Regions from separate parts of the Rattus norvegicus genome. Here regions 2 and 3 are each linked to region 1. The links are chromatin contacts, called in public Hi-C maps. All regions are on one chromosome and are shown on one strand. The core of a region is the stretch at or near the end of the contact, and the rest is flanking DNA. Distances in the headings are between cores, read along the strand shown. Region 1 holds the start of Runx1 (RUNX family transcription factor 1). Region 2 has its middle 87 kb from the start of Runx1. Region 3 overlaps Runx1 (RUNX family transcription factor 1).

Region 1 (2,524 bases), core at 12-2,511:
GATACCGGAAAGGCCTGTGATTGGCCGTCGGTCTCCCCTATGCAAACGAGCTGAGGGAATGGAATTCCTCGGGCCGGGCTTACAGTAAAAGCACGTTCATTTCCAGGCACTCTCATTCATAGAGCCAGCGGGCGCGGGCAGGACGGGCGCCCCGCGGCCGGACCCAGCCAGGGCACCACGCCGCCCGGCCCCGCGGCTGGCACTTCCATCCTGAGCTACCGGAGACGCAAGAAAGTCACCCTTTGCCGCTCTTCTTAGATCTGCGTTGGACCTCCTTGTTTTCCTTTTCTTTTTGTTTTTCCTTTCTTACTTTTGAATGAACCGGCGTCTAGGCTTTGGATGTTTCAACTTTTCTCCTGGCTGTAAACTTTTCTCCGATTGTTTCTTTTGACAACTGCGGGAGAAAGTGTTCCGGGCTTCCAGGCGAGCGGTGAAGTTGCGTGTGCGTGGCAGGGTGCGTGGGAGTGAGCGTGTGTAACTCGAGTCTACTGGTCTACGGCGCCTCCTCCCAGGCCCGCTCCACCTGCTGCGGTTACACGGTGCTCGCTCGTGGGTATTTGTGCGCCCCAGCAGAAAACCAGCCAGCGCCGGGCGACGTTGGAGGAAGATCATCTTGCTACTGCCAGAGTCTGGGCTGACTCACTCAACCAATGTAGACAGTGGCTGACTTCCGAAGAGTGCATGTCTGCCTGTGTGTGTGTGACCCAACTGCGGCTCAACTCCCACCAAACCACAGGATCAGCCACAAACTTAACCATCGTTCCCAAACCAGAGTCCTCAGCTGTGGGAAGCTCTACCCTGAGTGTCATCGAATTTGATTTTTTTTTTAAGATTAGCTAGAGATCTTCGTAAAGTACTGACCATTTATTTGGCCAGAATTTATTGAGAGAATAATGACAAGTGCTTCTATCCCAGTCTTCTAACTACTGAAGCTGATTTTCAAGGCTACTTAAAAAAAAAAAAAAAAAACTGCGGCGAACATTAATGGATTTCTGTTGTGTTTAAATTCTCTACAGATTGTATTGTAAATATTTTATGAAGTAGATCATGTGTATATATCTATATATACGAGCACATACATTAGTAGCACAATCTTTGAAAGTTGGCGGCTCTCGCTTTTGAGAACGAAGTGAGTTTTTCATGGTAAGAGGGGCGCTCTGTATGGAAGACACTCCCAAGTTTTGTATTTTGTTGAGACTTTAAACAAAACTGACCCGCAAGAAAGAAAAACAAACTGACAGGCAATGAACTGCTGGAACTTCCAAATCTAGTTTGTTTTTTTTTTTTTTCTGGTCATTTTTTTTAATTCTGCGCATAAATATTTTAGGACGCATACGGGAATTTTGCCTCCGGGACCGTTTGTAATAGCCAAAGACTGAACTCCAAACTCTGAAAGCGAGGCTCCTTGGGGCATTTGACTTTGAATTCTGGGTTGCCCACTTTTCAATGCACTAAGCGGCCAGTTGCTAACCCTGCCTGGGTGTAAGGCCGATCCGCGTAACTAGATCTCAGTCCTGCTACCCCCACAACCCTCCGGTAGTAATAAAGGCTCCTGAACTTGTATGTTGGTCTCCCGGGAGCAGCTTGCAGAAGATCCGAGTCCCTGTCGCCGTCTAGTAGGAGCTGTTTTCAGGGTCCTTACTCAATCGGCTTGTTGTGATGCGTATCCCCGTAGATGCCAGCACGAGCCGCCGCTTCACGCCGCCTTCCACCGCGCTGAGCCCCGGCAAGATGAGCGAGGCGCTGCCGCTGGGCGCCCCGGATGGCGGCGCCGCCCTGGCCAGCAAGCTGAGGAGCGGCGACCGCAGCATGGTGGAGGTACTAGCTGACCACCCCGGCGAGCTAGTCCGCACCGACAGCCCCAACTTCCTCTGCTCCGTGCTGCCCACTCACTGGCGCTGCAACAAGACCCTGCCCATCGCTTTCAAGGTACTCCTGTCTAGAGAGGGTGGCGGGAGGAGCAGGTGGAGGCCGGCCGCTGGCCAGAGTGAGCCTAGGGGGCAGAGGCTAAGGCGGCTTCTAGAGAAGGGTGCTGCCTGTATAAGCCTCTGTTTGGTCCTTCTCACTGAGTTTGGGATGGGGGGGAGGATGCTGCGTTGCCGTGGCGACCCTCGGAAGGGACCCACCTTGGCCACCCGCAGAGGTATCCAAGAGAGAGTTTTGGTTGTTTTGGTTTTTGGTTTTTTTTGGGGGGGTTTTTTGTTTTTTGTTTTTTAATTTTTATTTTTTAAGATAATCCCAGAACATCTGCCAAGGACCTTCCTTATCTTTGCTACGAAATTAGAAAAAGTTAGAACCTTGGAGCGGGCCAGTCCATCTTCCTTAGTTAGGCTCCCTGGACCTCTGGATGGACACCCATCTCTCAAATGAAGAGATAGATGGACACCTATCTCTCAAATGAAGGCATCGGGAAATAAAATAAAAGATGCTTTACTATCTTCCGGTCAGTAAAAATAAACCAAGGGGACGCCAGGGATCCCACCCCCCACCCCGCCGGTTCGTTTGTTTTTTGTTTTGTTTTTTT
Region 2 (2,524 bases), core at 16-2,515, 87 kb before region 1:
TCGGGGAACACTGGGCCTGGCTGCCAACTCCCGTCGACGCCGGGCACCAGGAGTCTCTGTGTTCCCTCCTGCCAAGGTCAGAGCAGGCTGCCTGCGGACTCATCTTTTTTATTGCTGGACCTGAGGTGGAGAAACCAAATTTGTTTCTGGCCACGAGTTGGCCTCTGTTGTTACCGCAGCCGGACATTCTGACAACTGACTGAGTGTTAACCAAGAGTGCCAAGACGATGTGTGTGTGTGTGTGTGTGTGTGTGTGTGTGTGTGTGTGTGTGAACATGTGACCGTCACATGGCCAAAGGCCACCCAACGTGTGAGCTCTGCCTTGTTTGATTTCTCTCATCATCTTTTGGAAAGTGGACTTATTTTATTGTGATGTAACTGTCTGAAATTACAGCATTATCTGGTGACTGCCACATGGCCTTCAGTAGTGTGTTACCTACGTGGGGTGTGACCCACAATCAGGCTCTCTGCTTAACCTATCCTCGGTGTCTAGAACCACACCAGGTCACCTATGGGATCCGTGTGTTGTTTGTTGTTGCTCTTGTTTACGTTTGAGATGAGATACCAATTGGTTACCTCCAGCCGCTGGAACGTCGCCTGGGTTCTTGGTTTCTGCCCTGGTTCGCTGGAGCTGCCTACCTATACCAGAATTAGGGAAACCACCAGTCTCTCACACCTTGGTATGTGTGAACCAAGAGGTTGTCCCAAATGGGGTGTGTAGAACAGAAAAGGGAGAACAAGAGCTCTGAGTGTGCCAAACTGGATCTTCTCACTCTTCTGAATAAAATCTATTGATATAGATTCTGTGAGAATCCAAGGGTCCCCAAGCTAGGAAAGACACGCACTCTAGATTCTTGTCCTGAAGGTGCCCTGCCTCTGGTCGGCTACTAGATGAGACTGGAGCATCCCTGGACACACCCAACTGCAGACTCAAGGGACTGTCACATGCAGCGAGTCAAAAGCATGAGACGGCATCGTAGGTGTGGGAGAGATCTGTCTGAAAACGAGCCGCAGGATGTTGGATCTCCATTCCTTAGCTCTGCAGCCAAGGGAGGAGGAGGCAATTGATCCTCTGTAGACATCGCAAACTACAGGTCTCGGTCTCTTGGTGCAGGTGGTCCCAGTAGCCAGGGAAGAGAGGAGAGGTCCCCAAGCCAGGCACAGGAACACTCCGAAAGCAGTGGGTGATGTCACAGTGCTCAGCAGAGTGGACCTGGAATGGCAGGAGGCGGTGGAATCCAAGGGCGACTGGACTCCAGTCTGAGTCACAGATCACCCTTGCACGTCTGTCCTCAACGGCTCCTGCTTGGAGAATTCCAGTCAGTTCATAACCAGTAGTTCCTGGAGCACCTTGGTCAACTCCTGCCAGAGCAGAAGGGGTCAGCAAAAGTCATCCCTTCTCGATGGAAACCCAATCCTGGTCTGTGACTCCAGGGCCACCCCTGGATCGGGACGCAAGCCACTTCTCAGACTGAATCTTGTCGTGCTGCTTGGGGCTCTGTCTCATGGACCAAGCTCATCCATAGTACAGTGCCTTCCAGGCCCCCCCAGGAAACCTTGTTGTTCATTTGTTTGCTTCTTTGTTTAACCTTTACTTTGTGATGGATTTAAGTGAATTCCTGTTTATGCTGAAAATCCAAAGCACTTCTCTGTTCATTCCTGGTTATCTTCTTTGTTAAGATAAAAATCAGTCTCCCTCCCTCCTTTTCCCTCTCCCCTCCCTTCTTCTCCCCCTTCCCTCCTCACCTCCCTCCTTCCCTCCCTCCTTCCTTCCCTCTCCCTTTTTGGTTTTATGTGAATTTTTGTTAATGATGTCAGACTTCAAAAGAAGCTTCACAGCCATTTCTATCCCAGCAGACTTGTGCTAGGATTCAGTCTCTGTCTTGGAGAAAGCCCTGTGTTGCTAACATGTGTCTCACCTCCCATTGACTCTGGCCCCTGTCTCCCCTCCCTCACACAGCAAAGCCCCTCCACTTTCTCTCACCCTGAATTACTGTCAGGAATCAGCAGCTGTCCCTGTGCCAGCCCCTGAGCTCCAGTGACTTCATTCTTCCCTGCTGTCCCAACACCCTAATCTTCCTGCTCCCCGCCTGTGTCAGCGCCTTGAGCCCCTGGCATGCCTGGCTTTCCTCAGCAACTGCCTAAATGATTCCTGTTCTCGCTCAGTCCCCAAAGGCCTGGCCACAAGGTGGATGAAGCCAGAGCTAATTGAATCTTTGGGTGATGATTCACAGAAGTAAGCCTGACTGTCTGACCCAAAAAACCACACAGTGGGGAGTTTAGAAGCCAGCAGTCAAAACAGCCTTCTGGGTTCAGCCATTGATTGAAGTTCAAAGGAACACAGATGGAAGTCAGTAATGAGGAGGGTGGGCCCAAGAAATACACTTACCTGGGCATGAAGCCTCACGGGTGAGGTTTCCCCAGGCCCTTAAATCATGCTAGTAGCATTGGGACTGGCTTCAGGGACAGTGAGGCCCACTGGGCGGGGCTCTGACTAGGCAGGGAAGAGCTGGGTGGCCAAGTC
Region 3 (2,524 bases), core at 13-2,512, 73 kb after region 1:
CTTATCTTCAAAGGTCTCCCCTGTATGGCAGACTCCGCCTCGCCAACCTGCGTTATTAATCCATTGCCGTCCCAATTAGTTCACACCAAGGTCAACTACTTGGGGTGTGCAGAGAGGGGCCGCAAACATAAGTGAGCGATGCCCCCTCCTGTGGTTCTCCCACGAAAATGAGAGATTACGGGGCAGGGAATGCAGAAGCAGGAACGGTCCGGTGCCTCCGTGCTTCAGAGTGAAGACACCCAGGAAGCCTAAATGACCCAAAGCTTAAGTAGAAATGTAAGATCCCCTGGGCATGGGAGGGTCTCAGCCCCCTCTTCCCCGCCCTATTCCCCATGGCAAGCATCTGCGTATTTAGCAACCTCACTGTGTCTGAGAACATTTGCTGGGCATGGAGGAAGAGCCTTGTATTTACAGCGTGTGATAAGCAATGTCCTAGCCACACATCCCACTGTCATCTTGAGGCCACACAGCAGGAGGGAGGGTAAGGTATGTGAGGGCTGCATCTCTCCAGCTGGACAACAAGACCCTTCCTTATGTAATGAGAATATGCTTCCCCGATCTACCATTATTTCTAGGCCACTGAAGACCAAAAGGAAGGGCAGCGTTTCGTGCTGGTTGTGCTGGACAGTCAGCCAGGACAGTTCTTGGGAAAGAGGAATGTGTTAGAACAACCCAGATTAGAACAGCCAGGAATCATGAAAGGTTGATCCCCTCATCAGGAAGACCCTGGACTTATTTATCAGATTCTTCTGATGTAGGGAGAGACCTGGGCACAGCCTGACTACAAGATAGGTAAAGGCGGGGAGGGGAGGGAGCACCCCACCCCCACCCCACAACTCTCACTGTGCTACACTGCTCTCCTGGCTTCGCTTTGGGGAATCGACTCCATGAGCCCAAGTCCGATGCGTAGGAAAGGAAAAAACAGCAGTGACCAGGGTTCAGGCCGGAGGGAACAGTCGAGTAAGACCAGACCAGCACTCCCACCCTACCCCACCACACACACACACACATACACGGAGCATGAAGATATGGGGGCAGACACTGACTGGATCTCTCTTGCAAACACTTACCAAAGGGGGCTAGGCACTTCATATTTGGGGAATTTTTCTAATTCCCTGTGTTGGAATGTTCTTTGTGAGTTGGGAGTGTGGAATGAGAGCTCTTAAAGCAAGAACAACCGTCTGACATGACTCACACCTCAGGAGACAAAGAACAATGAGTATCTCTGACTTGCAATTCAGCTTCCAGACCCTGTGTCCCAGCAGGAACTGCGCCACCCACCCCGCCACAAGCCTGCGTTCCACTGAGTGGGTACAGGACTCCCTCTGGAGCTGTGGTGTTCAGGGAGGGGACGCTCACACTGTGTCTTGACGCTGGCACTCAGCCACGGGAACCACACACATATGGTTGTGGGAACCACAGTTTGCACCCCCAGAAGTCTGGCTGGCTCAGGCAGGTCCCATTCCTGGTAGCCTCCTGGTGTCTCTGCTATGCGGAGCACCAGAGTGTGGATAAGGAGTCTGTGCTGGACAAAGGTCAAGCCCTCCTCACTCTGGACACCGTTACCATTCCCTGAAAGGGTAGCAAGGGGAGATGGCCTCGCCTCTTCATACCAGCAACAGAACTGACAGTGATCAGGCCAAGGTCCCATTCACCCTCCCAGTATCTCGCAGGCCGATGCAATGACCCCTCTTCACAGGAGGGGAGTGTCCCCGAAATAAGCCACTTGCCTCAACGGAAAACAGGCAAACCAGTGTCTCCATTGCAACCTCTGAGACTTGAAAGTCGTCCCCTTGCTCTATCACTGCCTGAGCACTGTTGGTTCAGGAATGGGGGACAGCACAGAGGTGAGGTACCCAGAACCTAGAGATGCTTGGGGTCCCCGCACAAGCCGTAGCACAGCCGGCATCCTCTGTTCTGTTGGGGGAGTATTTTAGAGGATACTGCCCTGGATTCTTCTTTTCTGTCCTCACCAATATGAATTTCTCTTCAGACTCTGCTGTAGAATGAATGCTGTAATCCCTACTTAAGACCCTGGTCAGAGGAACACAGGGGACAGGAACTGAGTTCTGCCCTTTAAGACGCCTTAGAAATTGACATGCAGGTCTAACATTTAACAAATGTTAGGCAGGTTGAGCACTCACAGGAAACACTGCGGGTCAGGTGGCTGGGGTAGAGGTGACCTCTGCCCTCCCATCAGAGGTCCCAAGTGTTGACTCAGTGACAGCCCCCGGCACAGAGATCTGAGTGCTGCACAGGTAGTGGTGATCCCCAAAGGAAGCAAGGCCACCCAATGGCATGACAGAGTCTGGAGTAGGTCGGACTTCACTCTAGGCTGGGCCCGACTGACATCGTCTGAGCAATAGACCCACTTCTGCAATCCCAAAGAGAATGGTCACTCCTTTCTTGGTGCCTTCAATCACGCTAAGGCATGTTAAGGACCCTCATAAAGCCTCAGCCGTTCACTTAATGTGATCTGCCCAAGGGACAGCTCTCACTGCATGGAATTGTCAGAAGACAGTCA

Evidence for each region. A called contact is a pair of places that touch in the nucleus more often than the background predicts.
Region 2: a Hi-C map of the A7r5 cell line shows a contact between it and region 1, with 2.2 times the contacts expected there. The contact joins the enhancer-like site here to the promoter of Runx1 in region 1. A contact is called at or near these places in 5 of 12 Hi-C or Micro-C datasets (the A7r5 cell line, the Rat2 cell line, liver and 1 more).
Region 3: a contact with region 1 is called in a Hi-C map of Schwann cells, with 5 times the contacts expected there. The contact joins the enhancer-like site here to the promoter of Runx1 in region 1. A contact is called at or near these places in 3 of 12 Hi-C or Micro-C datasets (the Rat2 cell line, Schwann cells and mammary epithelial cells).

What each region holds. Positions count from the first base shown.
Region 1 is chr11:45,420,062-45,422,585 of GRCr8, reverse strand. It overlaps Runx1 (RUNX family transcription factor 1), which reads left to right and starts at 1,261. Exons shown (of 6, transcript NM_017325.2): 1 at 1,261-1,929. The coding sequence starts at 1,660.
Region 2 is chr11:45,506,667-45,509,190 of GRCr8, reverse strand. It overlaps a transcript of Runx1 not described here. Among named protein-coding and RNA genes, the nearest start is that of Runx1, 87 kb to the right of the region's middle. Within about 2 kb of position 1,265, at least 6 of the 93 cell types and tissues checked have an H3K27ac peak or open chromatin away from gene starts, as enhancers often do. A contact at or near this core is called in the A7r5 cell line, where this site is marked.
Region 3 is chr11:45,347,304-45,349,827 of GRCr8, reverse strand. The region is part of intron 4 of Runx1 (RUNX family transcription factor 1); the gene reads left to right. Among named protein-coding and RNA genes, the nearest start is that of Runx1, 73 kb to the left of the region's middle. Within about 2 kb of position 1,262, at least 14 of the 93 cell types and tissues checked have an H3K27ac peak or open chromatin away from gene starts, as enhancers often do. A contact at or near this core is called in Schwann cells, where this site is marked.